Linked DNA regions of Mus musculus: regions 2, 3 and 4 are each linked to region 1. A link is a contact called in public Hi-C and HiChIP or PLAC-seq data. All regions are on one chromosome and are shown on one strand. The core of a region is the stretch at or near the end of the contact, and the rest is flanking DNA. Distances in the headings are between cores, read along the strand shown. Region 1 holds the start of Sh3rf3 (SH3 domain containing ring finger 3). Region 2 has its middle 9.0 kb from the start of Gm36257. Region 3 overlaps Sh3rf3 (SH3 domain containing ring finger 3). Region 4 overlaps Sh3rf3 (SH3 domain containing ring finger 3).

Region 1 (4,653 bases), core at 994-3,493:
AGATGTAGCTGTCTCTTGTGAGACTATGCTGGGGCCTAGCAAACACAGAAGTGGATGCTCACAGTCAGCTAATGGATGGATCACAGGGCTCCCAATGGAGGAGCTAGAGAAAGTACCCAAGGAGCTAAAGGGATCTGCAACCCTATAGGTGGAACAACATTATGAACTAACCAGTACCCCGGAGCTCTTGACTCTAGCTGCATATGTATCAAAAGATGGCCTAGTCGGCCATCACTGGAAAGAGAGGCCCATTGGACACGCAAACTTTATATGCCCCAGTACAGGGGAACGCCAGGGCCAAAAAGGGGGAGTGGGTGGGTAGGGGAGTGGGGGTGGGTGGGTATGGGGGACTTTTGGTATAGCATTGGAAATGTAAATGAGCTAAATACCTAATTAAAAATGGAAAAGGAAAAAAAAAGAAAAGTTTCTGAACTTCCAATGAAGCAAATGGCTAGATTTAATCACAATTAAAAGCCAAATTTCAATTTTGATCCTTCAGTGACCATCCTAAGAAGGCATGCATACTCCTTGCATGTCTTTGCCGACCCTCTCTTCCTGATCCATAGAAAACTCAAATTCAGCCATCCACAAAACGTCCTCCAGCAAAAACAGAAGTCGTGAAGTCTATATAATGCGGCCGTGCTAAATCTAATAACGAAAATTAAAAACAACTGTCCACCTGGGAAAGCAACCCTGCTTAAGAGCCCACAAGCAAAGCTTGACTAGAGAGTGCCAAGCCTAAGAGTAAGACAGAGTAAGTGTTCCTGAAGATTTTAGGCGAAGTCCTTCTTTCTGGGGCAGCTGTAGTTACTCTCCGGGCAATGTCTGCCACTTTGCCCTCTCCCCTGTCCTCCACGGCTAAGCAGCAAGAGACTGCTAACTCCCGGTCAGCGATCAGAACCAGTGAACCATTAAGCAATAAGTCCCCAATTGGTGGTCTGAGAGGGAAGAGCAGGACTGAGGAGGTGTGGCAAAAGATGGTTGTTTCTGGAGAATTGGAGGGGTGATCAAAGTTAAAGATAGATGAGTGGATGGATGTATGGATCAACAGACAGACATACAGGACCGGCCAGCCTAGTCAAAATGGAAGTGGTAGAGAACGGCAGGACAGATGGCATGTCCACCTAATGAGAGGATGGGTTCTGCCTCACATATGAACAGGTTTGGGGGAGAAGATGTAAGGACTGAGCTTGGAAAGCGACTTAAGGTGCCCACAAGAAGTTTGAAGTAAGGATGTGGGGCAGAGGAATGTATGTGATGGGATGTAGTCAAGAACTGGTAAAGTAGGAACTGACAGCTAGGCAGAGTCCCTGGGAAACAGAGAAGTTGTTAAAGAAGAATAAAACAAACGAGTGGGCCACGGGGATCCACGGCTAGTCCCTCTACTTCTAATCACAAACTACTTGCACATACACGTGCGGACAAGCTTACACATTCCCACACAGTGGCGCCATGTCACTGGGATACATTCTTACCTTAGCCACTGGCACACTCCTATTAGTCGCCACGTCGCACAAACTGGAGGTAGAGCTGCCTGCGGCCGCTGAGAGAAAGACCGGAGAACACGGGGGACTGCCTGTCGCCCCTCCAGCGCCACCAGCGAGCGCTGAGAACGTACCGGGGCCCGGGCGCGCGGGAGGGCTGCTCCCCGGGCTGGCACCCGTGCGGGGCCTCTGGCGGATGCCATCCAGCAGGCGCACTAGCAGTATGTTGGCGGGCAGCTCGTCCACACCGCAGCCCACCAGGATGCGGCACTCGGGACAACGTAGTTCGTGGCGCGAGCACACGATGCTCTCCAGACAGCGTCGGCAGAAGGTGTGCTGGCATGGCAACACCTTGGCCGTAGTGTCCAGGCGCTCCAGGCACACAGAGCATTCCAGCAAATCCAGCAGCGATGATTCGTCCATATCCTCTTCAGTCCTCGCCTGGGCCCCCCTCTGCTGCTCACCCTGCCTGTCCTCGCCCTCGCCCCGAGCTGCGGTGGCCGCCGCCTTGGACGCGCACAGCCAGGACGCCCCAAGCAGCATGGGGGAGGCGCCAGCGCGGGCCCAGCGAGCCGCCTAAGTCTAGCAGCCAGAGCCCGGCCCGCCGAGGAGAGCGGGCATTTGCGCCTAGCCCGGGCAGTCGCCGTCAATAAACAGGGTTCGGTCCCCGCGCGGCGCGTGCTGACAGCCCGAGGCACTAGCCTCCACGATTTGCAAAGTGACACGCCGAGCCTGCCCGCGAGGCAGGCACCGGAGTTCCGGAGCCCCGAGGCAACTCCAGCCAGCCGAGCCCAATCAGCCTACGCGCGCGCACCGCCGCTGCGGGCAACACCTGTGCTGCCGCGCCGCCCGCGCCCGGGAGCCCAGCAGCGGGGAGTGCAGGGAGAGGCCGGCCAGGTCCCCAGGGAGACCGGGGCGCGGCGTGCACGCTCCCCCGCGCCGCAGGCGAGCCGCACCGCCCCCCTCGGCGCCTCCATGCGCCCTCGGGCTGCCAGAGCACCGCCGCCTTGCTCAACTAGCTCAGCCGGATCTCGTCCCTGGGTCGCGGGACCATGTGCGGGGGACGCGCAGAGGTCACAGTCACTGCGGGGGTGTTGGGAAACGGACACCTCTCCTGCCTTGGAGCTTCTCCCTTTAGGCCACCTCCGGGGCTCCGGAGAACTTCCCCTGCGCAGGCTTGGCCCTGTCCCCTCTGGACGCCAGACTCTGGATTCTCCGCGAGCTTCAGGAAGGGACGTTTCTTCTCAACGCCTCCGCGAAGGAAAGTTTGGGAGCATCATCCCGACTGCTTTCTTAGCCAGCGCTGGAGAGCAGCCGGAGGACGCATCAGACACCCAGGCATCCTTCTGGACGACTCCAGGGAGCACTCTTGCTTGTGTCCCCTCTCCTGCCAGCATGCCCAAGTGACAGCTGTGGGTATAGGTGCGGGGGTGTCCCTTGAGGCGAGAAGGGAAGTCGCTGGAGATGGCCGGGTCGGGGGCTGCCGGGGCCGCGACTACTCCTTCGGGAAGCCGGCTGCCCTCTCCAGAATCACTGATGTGTGACTGACGCCGCCGCCCACGCGCCAGCACACCCTGGCCGAGCGCCGCGCCCCTGGCGGCGCGGTGAAAGACTCCAGCGCCCGCTCTGGTGAGCTCTGATGAACCCAGCTCCAAATATTCCTCGGGAGGCTCAAAAGAGGGGGAATGTGCGCTCCTTCCCGATGCCCGGGGTTCTGGGAGCGTCAGAGCGACGGAAGTACGTACGAGGACCTGGAGCAGCAGGGAAGTTTGGCGGTGGGCTGCGGTCGGTGTACAAGATTTCTTACCGTGTGCTGCCCCCTGGTGGGCCCCTCGTGTTCCCAACGCTCTCGAGCCCCGCACAGGCAAAGGTCCAGAAAGCTGGATGATGCACAGCTGGGAGATGCCAGGGCAAGCATCCAAAGTGGTGTGGATGCCCCTCCTGCCGGTTGGGCTGCCCTGTTGTTTGTGAAGCTGAATGTCACTTTTCTTCGTTTTTAGGGAGAAAAAAATTTTGCTGATACTTAAATGCCAACATAATATCTGCATTGTTTTAATGCTCTTAAACAACCCTGTGAAATAATTGCTTTAACTTCATTACACGGGTAAGGAAATTGATTCTCATTATTATGAAGCCATTTTATTAAATGTGGTTTTTGTGACCACAGAACCCAAATGCAAAAAGACCACATGGTAGCAGAGCGGTTGCCTATAAGCCACGTGTCCCTTACAGTGTAGTAGTATCTTCCACACGGCGTGTTTAGTAAATATCCATTGAATGATCGAAAGAGTGACTTGATCTCATCCAGTGATGATTTGAATGCAGTATTTAGCACCCCAATTCCAGATATCCTGAGTTCCTATCAGACTGCTAGTCTCTGGAAATTCCCAGGAGCATAGAGTTGTCCCAGCCGATCTCTGTATCATTTACACAAGTATTGGCAAGGGTATAAGATAGAATTGTCTGTCTATGTCTATTATTGCCTATGTCTGTCTATTGTCTGTTATGAAGGGGGTAGGGAGGTGAGTGACTTTTGCTCAGGAACACCCAAGGGGAATTGTGAGAGGGTCCAGAATGCCTGATTTATGAGTGGTGATCAGGACCCGGGAAAGGGTGTGTGTGCAAAGAACAAAGAACAAAGTTGCTGTCCATGATGATATAGCCTGAGTGCTTTTGGATGCAAGAGAGAAATAAAGCTTAGGAGAATTTTAAAAGGTGCAAAATAAAAGTAATCTTAGGGGACTACAGGCTAAGGGCTGGGGCAGACTAGTGCAGGCAGATTCTCCTAAGCCATGTTCTTCCCCTGTATATGTGGTGGCTTCCTCCTTCCCTCCACCGTGCGCTGGGCACCAGTCACCGCATGATAGAAAATATGACTGCCGCTTGTACTGGATCCAGCAGTATAGCATGAAATTAGCATCACCCACTGACAAGATGGGCATCTGATACTTTCATGGTCTTACTAGAAGTTTGAAAGTCCTGTAACCTAGCCTGAGCTAGCAGCAGCTGTCCTCTGAGGTGGTGTCTATAGAAAGAAGCAAAACCGTATGAAATCTGGCAGCACCCTTGGAAGTGGCACAGAAAAGGAAGTATGGTTCCCAGAACAAGCATCTAGGAAAGCAAAAAGATGTCCTGAGAGCCCAGGACATGTCTGTCCTCTGAGTCCCTC
Region 2 (4,653 bases), core at 1,034-3,533, 430 kb before region 1:
AAGCCCTCTTCCTCTTCCTCTTCCCCTTCATCCCCTTTCTCCTCTTCCTCTTCCCCTTCCTCTTCCTCCTCTTTCTCCTCTTCCCCTTCCTCTTCCTCCTCTTTCTTCCTCTTCCTCCTCTTCCTCTTCCTCTTCCTCCTGCTCCTCCTGCTCCTCCTGCTCCTCCTGCTCCTGCTCCTCCTGCTCCTCCTGCTCCTGCTCCTGCTCCTGCTCCTCCTCCTCCTCCTCCTCCTCCTCCTCCTCCTCCTCCTCCTCCTCCTCCTCCTCCTCCTCCTCCTCCTCCTCCTCCTCCTCCTCCTCTTCTTCTTCTTCTTCTTCTTCTTCTTCTTCTTCTTCTTCTTCTTCTTCTTCTTCTTCTTCTTCTTCTTCTTCTTGATTCAAAATAGGGTTTCTCTGTGTAGCCTTGGCTATCCTGGAACTCATTCTGTAAACCAGGCTGGCCTCAAACTCACAGAGATTTGCCTGCCTCTGCTTTCTGAGTGTGTGGGACCATGAAAGGCAGCATGTTTTCTGGTTGAGCTAGGTTTAAACCCTGGAGACTCAGCGGGTGTTCCTGAAAGGGACGGAAGGTGTCTGCCACACCCCCAGACACTAGGCTCCTGACAGGGAGGCATCAGCTCCATAATTCTGTGGAGTAGAATTCAGTCATGTAGGGCAATGCCCCAAGCCCCTGGTATTCTGTCTGGACTCCACCATCCCACAGTTACCTGGCAACAGCCACGTAGGTCTGGCCCACTATAAAAGGGGCTGCTTGCCCCCTCCTCCCTCTCTTACTCTCTTACTTTCTTACTCTTGCCTCTCTCTCTTGCCCTCTTGCAACCACTTTTTCTGCATTCCCTCTCCCTCCCTTCCATGTGGCCATGTCTGGCCTCTACTTCTCTACTTTCTCCCTCTCTCTGCCTTTCTCTGCCTCTACTACCCTCTTAGTTTCCCTTCCCAGACACTCCTCCCTGCAAAAGGTACTTAACCCCAGGCCCCTGAGAAGGTGAGGTAAGGTTTCACTCAACACAGCTCTCTTCTGTCATGACAATAAACAACTTAAAACCATGGACTGCCTCTTCTAATCCGAATCAGACATGCTGGAGCAATGGAGCAGGTCTTCCTTTAAAGAGCCCAGCAAGTAATCTCCCGCAGGAGGCCTCCCTGTACTCTCAGACACAGCTTCCATTGAGCCAAGCAGCCACTGAGCAAGCCAGAGACACTCTCATCCCGGTGGGACCAGCTGGAGTGCTCTCCTCCTCCCGCCCTCTTTTCTTTGGCCCCAGGCTAGAGCCTGCCCGCCTGCAGACCCCCCCCCCCCCACTCTGTTCTCAGCGCTTCTGTGACATCCAGAGGCTTCTGAGGTGCCCAGGAGTTTGAGAACCTGTCGTCTTTGGCCTCCGTGCAAGCCCCTGGGGACCCTAGTGGCGTCTGTGGTGCCTGAGAGTCTGAGCCAACTCTGGCAATTCCGTGGGGACCTCAGACTGTGCCTTACCACCCCCGGAGCGGAGTCCTGAGGCTTCTCACAGCGATGCCCGCCTAGCGTGGGGTGCACGCAGTCAAACTCCCTGCATCCACCTCTATGAGCAGCCCTAGCCCTGTGGCAGGCCAGGCGTGGGGCACCATTTTAACCCACATGAGTGCTGAGATTAAAGCTATCTGCCTGAGGGCCACAGTTCTTAAAAAAAAAATTAAATCTTTATCAGTGGTGGTGGTACACTCACAGCACTCAGAAGACAGCAGCAGAGGCAGGTGGATCTCTGAGTTCAAGGCCAGTCTGGTATTCAGAGCAAGTTCCCCAGGACAGCCAGGGCAGAGAAACCCTGTCTCAAAAACCAAACCAAACCAAATCAACCAACCAACCAACTAGCCAACCAACCAACTAGCCAACCAACCATCTTCATTATGTTAGACATGGCATCTGACTTTAATCTCAGTTCTCCTGTGGCAGAGGCAGGTAGATCTCTGGATTCAAAGCCAGACTGGTCTACAGAATGAGTTCCAGGAGAGCCAGGGCTATAAAACAGAAAGACCCTGTTTCAAAAAAAGGTGACTTGGTTGAAGTCCTGGAAGCAGTATTTATCCTGTGCTTAGTAACTATGCCAGCTCACAGCTCATGACTCAGGACACCATTGCACAGCTGGGTGGAGCAAGGGAGTTGCCAGAGCAGTGTCCTACCAAACGGCCATGTGACAGATTAATGAATCAGTGTTTACATGTTCCCCAACCACCTTGTCTCCCTTGCAGTCCTTACAGCTGTCCTTCCTGTAGGTCCAGGTATCTGAGCCAACTTGTTCTAGTGCTTGTTCCCTGATCCTGTCCCTCCCACCTGGCCAAGTTCCAAAATCTCTCTTCAAAGTCCACCTCCCACACAGTGGCAGCCAGTAGCATTACACAGCTCTCTTGTTGGTGAGTCTGAATACCGTCTTTGTATTTCAGATCTCACTCCCTAATAACTTGTGGGCTCCTGGAGACCGGAGTAGGTAGTATTCAACAGTGGTATTATGTTCAGATCCTTGCTTCACACCCTCTGAGGATGGCTGTATGATAGGACATTGTCACAGGCATGGATCTGAATCCCAGGCCACCTACTGAAGCATTTAGGTTCTTGAGTGCCACAGCAAAGAATTAGATCAAGGACAGGTGATTAGAAACAGAAACAGGCTGGGCGGTGGCGCACGCCTTTAATCCCAGCACTTGGGAGGCAGAGGCAGGCAAATTTCTGAGTTCGAGGACAGCCTGGTCTACAGAGTGAGTTCCAGGACAGCCAAGGCTATACAGAGAAACCCTGTCTCAAAAAACAAACAAACAAAGAAACAGAAATAGTTTGTCAAGAAAGGGAAAATACTCCCAGCACCGAGAGGTAGAGGCGAGTGGATTGCTGTGAGTTTGAGGACAGCCTGGTTTACAGGACTAGTTATAGGGCAGCCAGGGCCACACAAGGAAACTCAGGAAGGAAGCAAGGAATGAAGGAAGGAAGGAAAGAAAAACACACCTCATAATGAAAGTAAACTAACAAATAAGGGTAACGCTCCCCAAAAGCATGTGGCTACAAGCCATGTGACCCTATGTAGGACATTTGTATAGGATTCACCTCACTCATGTTTATATATTTTGGGCTTTTCTGGAGAATGTTCTTTTTGTTGTATGAGAACAAGATAGGGAAGGGCTTTCAGTATTTCTCTGCCTCTGGCTTGCTTATTTATTTGTTTAATTTATTTATTTACTATGAGTCCTCTGTCTTCACACACACCAGAAGAGGGCATCAGATCCCATTGCAGATGGTTGTGAGCCACCATGCAGGTGGTGAGAATTGAACTCAGGACCTCTGGAAGACCTCTTGGCCACTGAACCATTCCTCAAACCCCACCATTGGCTTCTTTAATACATTACTCACGGGTGTAACTTACATCTGGTTTCCTACTACAATCCAACCCCATCCCCAAAGTCTTTGGGGAGAGTGGAGAGATGATGATCTTGCTTAAACCTTGTATTTTAAGATTACAAAACTATGACCTACCTTTAGGATATGTAACAATTTCAAACTCAAACTCCACGTAATTCAAGGATTCCAAACAACTCTTCTTATGGAAAATCCAACACCTGGTGTCTGTATCCAACAGATAAAATAGGGACAGTCTTGTGGTCCCTTTTAGGTAGGGACTATGAGTCTCACCAGCAGAGCAGTACATATAGACTATTGACTGATTGTTGTCATGCTCCTGCATCTCAAGGTAGAGAGGATGGTGGGTGACTATAAGGAATCATTTGTACCTACTGTCAATCAATTATAGAGGTGGGGCTAAAAATAACCAAAGATAATTTGGCTTGGAATCTGTAACATTCCAATTCTCCATAGTCAAAGAAAGGCTACAAATCATTCAATCAACTGTGTATAGAATATTTAACACAGGGCTGGCTCTCCTCTGGGAATTTAGGTTCACAAAAGAGCACTGTGATTCTGATTTGTGCCTATGAGAAAAGAACTTGAGAGAAAAAAGTGAAAATCAATTTATATCCTAGGACTGAATAGAAAGACTAATTTAAAAATGAAGGGAGGCAAGAAGGGAAGGAAGAGTGCTTGTCTTTGGCGTCTGTATAAGGGTTGGAAAAATCACTGAAGGCTCAGATAGAATGCAAAGACAAAAAGCATTTATTCTGCAGAAACAACCAGCTTGTGGGGCTCAACCATTCTCTAAAATGGCAACCCCAGACAAAGCAGCACAGGCCTTCTTATACAGAACTGGGGGAACTCTCTAGAAGGATTAGGTAATCTAAAATTTTATTGGTGGGTGCTGGGGGGTGGGGGGTCACAGGTGGATAATGGTCTGCTTTCCTATGCCATGAGCTTTTAACCATAGGATGACATAGGGCTGCCCAGCACAGATGGTCCATTCAGAGATTTGATATTGCCCCATTTTTGTGGTTATCCTCAGATGACCTTGTTTCTGGGTTTTATGGTTCCTGGAGTTGGTGATTATGGCCTTCTTTTTAAAATCAGGCCTGGTCCTTAAATGGAGACAAATGGGGTTTATGTCATACTTTCATCTGATGTGTGTGTTAGTTACTTTCTGGCCCATAGAACAAAATGACCAAAAGCATTCTATAGAACAAAGTTTATTTGGGCTTATGTCTGAGAGAGAGAGAGAGAGAGAGAGAGAGAGAGAGAGAGAG
Region 3 (4,653 bases), core at 800-3,299, 320 kb before region 1:
GGACTGTGCTCTGTACTCTCAGCTGCTGGCCCCCAGAATATCTGGGTAGCTTTGTATGGCATGCGGCTGACACCTTTACCCTAGAGCAGGTGGCAGGTGTTTGTACAACAAAGTTGAAAAGCTAAGACTCCCTAGGTTACTCTTTTTGTTGTTCCCTGGTTTTTCTAAGCTGGAATATGCAAAGTTGGGAGCTTTGGTCTCCTCAGCATCATTCGGCACAGCTAGATGATAGGGGGAGGGTGGTCTTCTTCGGGAGCCATCTGTGTGGCTGTGGGCAGTAGGCTGGGGACAGCTCAAAGAGGAGGAAAGGCAAAGGAATATTTTATCCTTACACCCACCATCTAGCTGGTGGGCCAGGGCCATGTTCAGCATGGCCACAGTCGGAGGGGCTGCAGTATTGGCCTCTTCATTGTACTGTACACGAGAACTCCTGGGGGAAAATAAGCTGTGTGCACAAAGGCTAGCTGATTAAAGCTTCAGTCAGTGCCTTTGGAATGTTTAGGCTCGGAGCCTAATTATAGTTTCTCTTGGGCTATCTTTAGCCCAACTAAAAAGACTCTTGTCGCCCACCTCCGTGTAAGACCTGTTCTGATAAACAATAAAAATCTTTAAAAATGTATTAATAGAACCCCATTCCTTATCAACCAAAGGGCTAAAAACGCTGTAAGGGATCATCTGAGGCCTGCAGCCCAGATTTCTCTGCCTGGCTGCAAATGGCCCCTCTGATGTTTCTGCCAATGTATTTTTAAAAATGCCTTGATTTATGGTTTTCTTTCTTTCTTTTCTGTTATAAAAACTTCATGAAGCTGCTTCCACATTGGAACATAGTATTTTGGGAGACCTAAATCTGTGTTCCTGGGCCATGGACACACAACTTTGGCTCCATAATCACCCATTTGTGTTTGTGTGTCAGTACTGCTGCTGTCCAGGTTGGGAACGTCAGGGAATGTGATGTGAGGACTTCGGAGTCCTAGCACAGGTCTGGGCTGTCAGAGGCTTTTCCATCCCCAGAAGGATTTCCTTCAGAAAGAGTCCTGCACTGTGAACGTTAGGAGGGCTAGGCAAGGAGCCTAATTTTTTTTTTAAGTCCAAGACTCAGAGGGTCTCTGCAAGTACAAGAAGAGCTGGTCCAAACTCAGAAGCTGCAAAACGAGCGCCTGGCACAGGTCTGAGGGCCTGGAATCCGTCTCAGCTGCAGTTGTCCTAGCCTAGGGAGCTGGACCACACATCTTCAGTTCCTATCCAGGTATCACAGGGTCTCACAGCCACTCTCTCTCTACCGTTGTCCAGATGGAGACGTTGATCCCTTTAGGGGACTGTGCCAACTTGCCCCACAGTAGAATTGCCTGAGTAGAAAGCCTCAGTTGAAGAGCTGTCCTGATTGCCATGGATGCCGTGAGAAGGCCTGTCCACCCCAACCCTGGGCAGGGCTTTCAAGCAGCAGCCCAGATAAGAAGTGTCTCTGAGTGCTAGAGAGATGGCTCAGCAGTTAAGAGCACTGACTGCTCTTCCAGAGGTCCTGAGTTCAATTCCCAGCAACCGCATGGTGGCTCACAACCATCTGTAACGAGATCTGACGCCCTCTTCTGGTGTGTCTGAAGACAGTGACAGTGTACTCACATACATAAAATAAATAAATCTTAAAAAAAAAAGTGCATCTGAGAAGGAAACGCAGCTCATCCTTGGCTTGCTTGGCCTTTCCCCTTGTGCTGCTTTGATCTGCCCTGCTGCTGCTGAGTTCTTTGCTGATGAGAACGTGTGTGCATGTGCGCGCTTGCACACACACGTGTGTAAATGAGCTTAGACTCTCTGGTCATAAAGCTCTCACGGTTGAGCCTCTCCGCCAGCTGCTAGCCAGCTGTGGAATCATGAACAAGTTTCTTAGGCTTTTACAGAACATCAGTCACTTCATTAGGAAATAGGGACGCTGGACTAGGAAGGTTGAGAGGAGTCCAGTGGAGAATGCACACAACGTACTAGGAAATGCAGGCATGTATAAGCTACGTGCAGAGCTGAGTCCCTGGCATCCGCGACATTTCCCATCTGGCCTTCAACAGGAAGCCTGTGTGACTCCTGATCTAAACAGAGCCTTGTCTACCCGCTGCCTGGCACCGGGAGGTGTGGTCTCTGCGGTTAGCTGCTGTGTTCTCGGGCTCAGGTAACAAGTTACTGAGCAGTGGAGGACTAACAGAAATGCTGTCGTTGCTCTCTCAGGAATGTGTTTTTATTATTTAAGCAGTGTTCTAACTAGTAGAGACAGGGCAAAGTGGCACCTAGCACATCCCCTTAAGGCCTTCCAGGCTTTAGTTGCAAACTCAAGCATACCGATCCACTCACTAAGATAGATGCCCTACTACTTGGAAAGCTTGGACAGTCTATTAGCCCTTAGCCTGTGTCCCCAGCAGGTCTCATCTCTGCGGCTCAGTTTCTGTAAAACTCAAGATTGAATGAGTATTGGCGGTTCTGAATGGTTGGACCTAATAGACTATATATACCTTGAAGACAGCATAGAGTGACATTTCTTAATACCAAAATGTCACAGTGTTCTGAGGTTGAAATTTTTCTGGGTGAGTGGATGGGGCACAGGTCCACAGGGGGCTCTGAAGGTTGAAAACCCAGCGCTGAGCCAGGAGAGCCCTGTGCTCTGCCACAGTGGGCCTGACACTTCTTCAGGAATCACATATGAGCCCAAATTTAGGAAGCAGGAGGCCTGGGAATCAGCAATATGCCCCAGGCCTGGGAAAAGAGGGCCATCTGATAAACTTAATCCCTGGGAAAGCCCATTTTCCCCAGTCCCTAAGAAGCTTCCAGAACTCAGGTGTAAAGAGAGGCCACAGATACTATCCCTCACCTCCTTACCTCTCTCTGGGCAGTGGCTTAGGTTCAGGGCGAATGGAAGCCATGGACAGAGTTGCTTGCCGAGACGGGGACAAAGAGAAATTCAGATCCAAGGAGCCTGCTTTCCTGTGCAGTGGCTCCAACCCAATGGCACCCTGCATCTCACTCTCTATGGGGCAGGAACCTGCCCTGCCATGGACGGTCAATGGGGACACTTCGGGGCCCATGGCACCCTGAAGTGAGGTATCCATGGCCGACTGGGGGTCATGGGTTGGAGATACAGATGGCGGGGAGCGTGACTTCTTCTTGGTCGAGGCCCCAGCCAGCAGCTTCAGCAGGCCGCTCTTTTTCTCCTTCTGCAGAAACACACACAGTTAAACTGATGTTAGTGTCTAGAGGAGGACCAGCTTGTAGAATCCTTTAAAGACAGTCCTGTAAATCTAGTCAGAGGAAGATGGCAAAGGCAAGCCGGGAGGAGTGTCTCATGAGGCTAGCTCCCATGGAAGGGTTGCAGGCGAGGGGTCCTACAGGACAGGGCTCCTCATGGCAGGACCCACAGGAACTTCATGGGCGGGGTCAGAGGAACTCAGTCAGGGTGACTGCTTTGTTTTGCAGGGAAGATGTCCTACTGGGGCATCTCATGAATCTGGGCCACACTGTGGCCTGACTCTTCTGAGAGGAAAACCGTAGGACTCAGCGCAGCTGAAAGGGTAGTTACTCTACACAGGGCATCCAGACAGGCAGCCCCTCATCCAAGGATGAGTTGCAGCATGTGTCTTTGAGACAATGTTTGGAAGCCCTGGCTTTAAACTTTTCTCTGTTTAAACAAACAGCAGTGGAATATATACGTGCGTGCTTTTATGTATGTGAGCATATATGTGTGTGTGTGTGTGTGTATGCATATATGTGTATATGTTAAATATTCCTGGGAGATTGTGGGCCAGGAAGGAGCACTTGTCCCTAGCAATGTCCATAGTTTTAATTAAATATGTTTATTTAATCTAATGTATGTGTATATGTCTAATATATAAGTATATATAAACATATGTAGTATGTACATAGTGTGTATATATATACAATGTATATAGTATGTATATACAAACATAATATATATAGTATATATACAATGTATATAGTATGTATATGTAGTATGTATATACACATATAATGTATATAGTATATATATGTAGTTACATATAATATGTAGTACACATGTATATAATGTGTATATATATATATATATGTAGTGTGTATATATTTGTATATATCATGAATAATGTATATATACACATGGTTTATATAGTGCATGCATATATAAAAGTATGTATATATAGCATGTATATAATGTGTGTGTATCACATGTGATTTTAAGTCTCAAGATGATTAGTGTCTCAGATCTATCTCATCAGAAACTGAGGCAGGATTGTTTGAAGGCTTCTGGCTCTGCTGATGTGCAGTGTTGGGGGTGCCTTATTGTTGGAGTGGCTACCTGGACAGTGAGTGATCTCCCCCTTTAGCAGCCAGAGGGCCACGAAGCCACACCCAGGGGCTCCTTCAGCATCACTCTGAGCTCTGCACAGTCTCATGGCAGGTGATGGAGAGAAGCTACTGAGTATTATAAAGAACACTGGAAAGAAGCTGTGTCTATAGAGACTGAAGGAACAGAACTTCAGGACTGTGGAGAGATTACAATGTTGTAGGTCCAAAGGCTAATAGTTACCTTGGGCTAGTATAAATATCCGGAACAGCCATCCCTTGCCCACCTCCATGTCAGAACTAACATCCTGTGACCAAAGGATCCAAACTCTTGGAATC
Region 4 (4,653 bases), core at 1,077-3,576, 290 kb before region 1:
ATTGTGCTCACCAAGGACAACCTGGTTAGATTCACTGTTGACCTCAGGCAGCAGAGACTAACCCAGTACCTAATAAGGTACCATCCCTTGGGTAACTGATCAATGACCGGCAGGAGCAGTGCTTTCTCATTGGAGTAGACATGTTAGATATGGGCTCGTCTCTGCATAGCCGAGATGCACAGCTTCAGGCAATCAGGGAGGAAATGGGAATGGGACCAGCCACCACAACTCCCAGTGACTCTCATCCTTAGTCCAGCAGTTCTACTGAGGAGCAACCACCACTCCACTGAACTGCCAGCCAGTTCAGAATGCTTCAGCTCCCTTGAGGTCCCTGGATCTCGGGATCCCTGGATCTCTGACTCACTGGCATAGGGAGGGATTTTGATTCCAAGGGGACACAGTGGAGGATGAACCAGAACATGATTGGAACATAAGAGACACCGTAGAGCACTTGGTAATACCAGGCTATGTGGTTCAGGTCGGGGGCAGGGGTCTACAATGTCTCAGTGGAAGTAGTATTACAAATGGCAGAACCTCAGAGATATGGGTGTACCCCACCAGGCAAGGGAGCACAAAAAGGCAAGGTATTTCTTGTGTGCAAAGGAGATTCAGGTTGGGGACTATACGGATGGAGGTGACTGTGTGACATTTGCTGGGCCACGTGACCAGTTGCAGAGAGGAGGACAATCGTGGCAGGTACTTCCCTCCTGTTTTGTTATGAATGTGCATTGAGTCACAGATCTGCTTTCTTTCCCTTTGTCCCCTCTTGTCACACAATGTGAGATGTCAGCATTTGCCTATGTTAACTCTTACGTCCTAATGTTTCTGCTACAGAACGTTGAGGGCGCATCTTCCAAAGATGGCCGCCTCTTCTGGGTTAGTGGGTTTGGTTGCTCTCAGGTTTGGTTGCTCTCAAGAGCCCAGCTGCACCATGCTAAGCAGAGCCTGACCTTGCTATTGTCCTTGGTTGAGGACTCCCGGTGGCTTAGGGCAATTCTCGGTTGGTACCAGACAGAGAAGAGTGATTAGTTTGCTCAGGCTATGGCACACAGTTGTTTGGTCAAATGCTTGTTGGGATGTTTCTGTGATGGTAATTTGTAGATGTGGCTAAAAATCAACTAATTTAAAAACAATAACCGACTTTTAATCTCCTTTAGAAAATGACTTCAAGTATGTGTCTTGAATACAGTGGCATTCAACGCAGTCGGTTCAAAGTCTAAAGAGCAATCTAGGCTTCCTGAGGATAAAATTGTTTTTCCCTCAAATTGCAACAACAAATCCTGCCCAGGTTTTTTTAGTTTGTTCGTCGGCCTGCCCGACGGATTTCAGCTCTGCTCCACAGATTCTGAACTTCGCAGTCTCCGTAATTACATGCACTAAGTCCTTAAAACAAACAAGTTAGTGGTATCTTATCTATCAATAGATGGGTTAGTGGTATCAGACTATCCATCCATCTCCTACTGGTTTGGTGTCTCTGAGATGGTTGACTGATAGAAACAATTAATTCTCTTTATAGTATTTGCATGAGCAGAAAAAGACATTTCCCTTTTAAACATATTGATGTCTAGAGGACTGGTTAAGTGATATTAAAGTGAGGGACAAGTCAGGGGTGTGGTTAGAAACACAGCCACTGCTGCCAACCATAAGAGACGTCCTAGAGCCGTGGCACTTCCATAAAGTCCACAGAAGACCTCTGACAACATCTGTCTATCAAAAAGCATGGCGAATGTCTTATGTTGTGGCCTGGAAACAGATTAGCTTTCTGTTGTGGATGAGCATAGTTTCAGTTTTATAGATAAAAGATTGTTGAAATTAAAAAGGTACTCCAAGGATCTTTTTACCATAGTCTGCATTTTCCTCTGAAATTTCTGAAGCTGAGAGGTATTGGGAGACTTGTTTGGGGTCAGAGGTCAAAGCTGACATGAGGACTCTGGACTCCCGAACCCTGTCACAGTTGGCTGGGCTCCAGTGTCAGGAGTCCAGAGTCCTCATGTCAGCTTTGACCATTTTAATGAGGTACCTAAAGGCCGTAAGGTTTAGCCAATAAACTCCCTGTTCCAGACACTCATCCCTGCAAGAGGACCTCAGGTCCACCCTGAGAAAGTGGAATACGGTTTTATTCATCATCACTCTCCATCATGACAATAAATGCCTTAAAACCATGGACTATCTCTTTTCATCGGGATTCCCTGTGGGGAGCAATGGAACAGGCCTTTGCCTAAAGAGCCGGCTGTCTAATCTCCCACAGAAGGCCTCTCAGTGCTCCCAGCCACAGCTTCTGCCAAGCCAAGCTGCCCACTGAGCAAGCCAAGGACTCTCTTCCCCCCACAGGACCCAGCTGGAGCTCTCCCCTCTTTCCCCTTCAACCCTGGGCTAGATCCAGCCTGTGGGCTCCCACTCTGTTCTCAGAGGTGCCTGGGTGTCCAAGAGTCTGAGAATCTGACATCCCTGGTCTCCATGCAGGTCCGGAGATCCCCCAAGCCAATTACGGCAGTCCCCAGGACCTCAGACTTCACTCCCCCAGCCCCAGAGTGGGGTCCCATGGCTTTCCATAGTCCTACACCTGCCCAGCACTGATGTGGGGTAAGCGCAGTCAAAACTTCCTGTGTCCCACCTCCACGAGCCCGAGTCCCGAGAGGATGCAGGACACCCTATTAACCCCACACTTATCTGCACCCTGATGCTGGTCTCTGGAATCTGATTCCATGGGCTCGTCATGTGACTCTGTTGCCTCTCCTCCCCTCCCCCCATCCTTGGTCCATGTCATGTGGCCAGTAGCTGCTTTAGCCCTACATTCTGGACCGAAGCCGTGGTGAGGAGCGACAGGCTAACAAAGGCTGGCTCAACAGGTACAGATGCCACCCAGTATTAGCTGGTAGCAGGCAGCACTACCTGTCCCACAAGTTACACAGGAGGTTTGGGGACAAGGAACTAGAAACGTTTACTAATACTGCCAGACTGCCCCTGGTTTGCTCTCAGTAGCTGGAAAGGCTGACGGATTGCATCTGAGGGAAAACTGTCTTCTGAGCGCAAAGGGCTGTCCCCCCCACCTCCGCCCTCTTCCTGCAGCCAGCCAGCAAGTCTCTGAACAAGTGCAGCAAGGCAGAAGGCAACAGATTAACAACTGAATTGATTTTCAAGCACACATGGGCACAAAACACAGCATCCATACTTGACTTCACAGGGTGGGTGCCACCCTGGTTTTATCAGCCTCTTTCTACCCAGCCCACACATTGATGGAGGCAGCAGAGAGTGTAACCCGTGGTGATGAGTTTGGACCAGTGCTGGGGTGTACCTAGGTTCTAGAGGGAGAGGGGTCTGAAAGTTCTTGGAAGCTGATGAGTGGATTTAAAAATTAGGGCTGGGGATGTCCCTCAAGGGGGCTGTCCTCACCTCAAACACGTGAGATACACAGGATGCTTAGGAAACCCTATAGAAACATCTTCAAACAGCCACAGAACGTGGGAAAACCAAGTTGCCTGCCAAACACAACTGACAGACAATCTTAGACATCCTAGCAGCAAGACTGGAGTGCCTTGAAACATTTTTTGGATAGTGCATTTGATAGAAGATGCACCTGACCTTTAAATTTTATATTAAGCTTAAAGCTACGGCTACTAGAACATTCTCCATTCACTTTGTGGCTTGTGTTTTGCACTGATTTGTAAGTGGAGTGTGACCCTGGCTACTCCTCCCCTTGCTCCTAGCCACCAGGGCCAGCCCATCGACTCCAATCTTCTATAAAATACAAGAATAGCTGAAAATGGTTTCCATACCCACTACCAGGCTGGTGTCCTCCTGTTTTTCTCTTTCAGTTTTTTTTTTTTTCCAAGAAAGAAGCCCTTCCCATATGGCTGAACAGGTTGCAAACTGTGCAAGAATCATGCGTCCAAGGGACAGGGTGTCGCTCGCTCGCACCACAGAGAGTTATTGCAGATCTGTTTGTTTTTCACCATCTCATTCTGGCACATGGCAGTTAGGAGTCTTGTTCTGACAAGATGGCTGTATTACAATGAGCTTCTAGCAGGAGGGACCACGGTAGTCTATGGATGAGCAAGATGCCACCTTCTGATTTTCATCAAAACTGCAGTGGCATGAAAATTGTTGGCCCTGGCAGAACCCTGAGGCTAGCCTCTGCTTCTACTCTACCTTCTTGTTCTGGCTGTTATCCATGTCAGAGGCCCTGCCACATGCAATATACAGAACATCAATGAGCACACTGAAACCTCACCTGTTCTCGGCACCATTGGCAAGTGTGTGAGAAGGACCCAGTAGCCAGCCAGCTCCAGGTTCAGGGTTAGCCCAGGATGGCCCACTAACCTTTTCGTTTTTCTTGTCATCTGGCTTGAAGCCCGTGTTGATGAGGCTGGGTGTGGACAGGCCGCTGATGGGTGTCCCTCCGACCTCCCCGCTCAGATTGGCTGCACTGACATTGGGGGGTGTGATGGCGGAGGCCGCTGATGTGAAGGGGATGGCTGGCCGGGGACACATCTGTGCCGGGGACTGCTGGCCATGCTGTGGGGACGCCACAGAGCGGGGTCTCAGGCCGGTGCTGGGCAGGCGGGATGGAGAAGTCTGAGTGCGCAGGGGTGACACGGTGGCAGTTGGCCGGTCCAGGGCCTGGGCAGAGGCATGGGTAGCTGGAGGGGTGGA

Evidence for each region. A called contact is a pair of places that touch in the nucleus more often than the background predicts. HiChIP or PLAC-seq counts read pairs in DNA pulled down with a chosen protein or histone mark.
Region 2: a contact with region 1 is called in a Hi-C map of epidermal suprabasal cells, with 4 times the contacts expected there. The contact joins the enhancer-like site here to the promoter of Sh3rf3 in region 1. A contact is called at or near these places in 9 of 39 promoter capture datasets (the HPC-7 cell line, cranial neural crest, embryonic stem cells and 5 more), 1 of 15 datasets of contacts at CTCF or cohesin (the NIH/3T3 cell line), 1 of 484 Hi-C or Micro-C datasets (epidermal suprabasal cells), 4 of 115 datasets of contacts at active chromatin or transcription factors (embryonic basal ganglia, embryonic forebrain, embryonic midbrain and 1 more) and 1 of 9 other capture datasets (embryonic stem cells).
Region 3: a contact with region 1 is called in an H3K4me3 HiChIP or PLAC-seq map of forebrain, with 6 times the contacts expected there. The contact joins the enhancer-like site here to the promoter of Sh3rf3 in region 1. A contact is called at or near these places in 20 of 39 promoter capture datasets (the 3T3-L1 cell line, 3T3-L1-derived adipocytes, the SN4741 cell line and 11 more), 2 of 15 datasets of contacts at CTCF or cohesin (the NIH/3T3 cell line and embryonic stem cells), 92 of 484 Hi-C or Micro-C datasets (the 3T3-L1 cell line, the C2C12 cell line, LSK cells and 49 more), 22 of 115 datasets of contacts at active chromatin or transcription factors (the NIH/3T3 cell line, PVALB interneurons, SST interneurons and 15 more) and 3 of 9 other capture datasets (adipose tissue, embryonic stem cells and embryonic tail).
Region 4: a contact with region 1 is called in an H3K27ac HiChIP or PLAC-seq map of VIP interneurons, with 7 times the contacts expected there. The contact joins the enhancer-like site here to the promoter of Sh3rf3 in region 1. A contact is called at or near these places in 13 of 39 promoter capture datasets (the 3T3-L1 cell line, cranial neural crest, embryonic stem cells and 6 more), 2 of 15 datasets of contacts at CTCF or cohesin (the NIH/3T3 cell line and embryonic stem cells), 34 of 484 Hi-C or Micro-C datasets (the HL-1 cell line, the STO cell line, Sertoli cells and 18 more), 20 of 115 datasets of contacts at active chromatin or transcription factors (the NIH/3T3 cell line, SST interneurons, VIP interneurons and 12 more) and 2 of 9 other capture datasets (adipose tissue and embryonic stem cells).

What each region holds. Positions count from the first base shown.
Region 1 is chr10:58,810,949-58,815,601 of GRCm38.p6, reverse strand. It overlaps Sh3rf3 (SH3 domain containing ring finger 3), which reads right to left and starts at 2,243. Exons shown (of 10, transcript NM_172788.3): 1 at 1,476-2,243. The coding sequence starts at 2,027.
Region 2 is chr10:59,238,966-59,243,618 of GRCm38.p6, reverse strand. No RefSeq gene overlaps it. Among named protein-coding and RNA genes, the nearest start is that of Gm36257, 9.0 kb to the left of the region's middle. Within about 2 kb of position 2,283, at least 92 of the 459 cell types and tissues checked have an H3K27ac peak or open chromatin away from gene starts, as enhancers often do. A contact at or near this core is called in epidermal suprabasal cells, where this site is marked.
Region 3 is chr10:59,129,512-59,134,164 of GRCm38.p6, reverse strand. Sh3rf3 (SH3 domain containing ring finger 3) reads right to left here. Exons shown (of 10, transcript NM_172788.3): 9 at 2,860-3,194. Among named protein-coding and RNA genes, the nearest start is that of Gm23223, 64 kb to the left of the region's middle. Within about 2 kb of position 2,049, at least 42 of the 459 cell types and tissues checked have an H3K27ac peak or open chromatin away from gene starts, as enhancers often do. A contact at or near this core is called in LSK cells, PVALB interneurons, SST interneurons and 9 more, where this site is marked.
Region 4 is chr10:59,104,159-59,108,811 of GRCm38.p6, reverse strand. Sh3rf3 (SH3 domain containing ring finger 3) reads right to left here. Exons shown (of 10, transcript NM_172788.3): 8 at 4,321-4,640. Among named protein-coding and RNA genes, the nearest start is that of Gm23223, 89 kb to the left of the region's middle. Within about 2 kb of position 2,326, at least 4 of the 459 cell types and tissues checked have an H3K27ac peak or open chromatin away from gene starts, as enhancers often do. A contact at or near this core is called in VIP interneurons and hippocampal neurons, where this site is marked.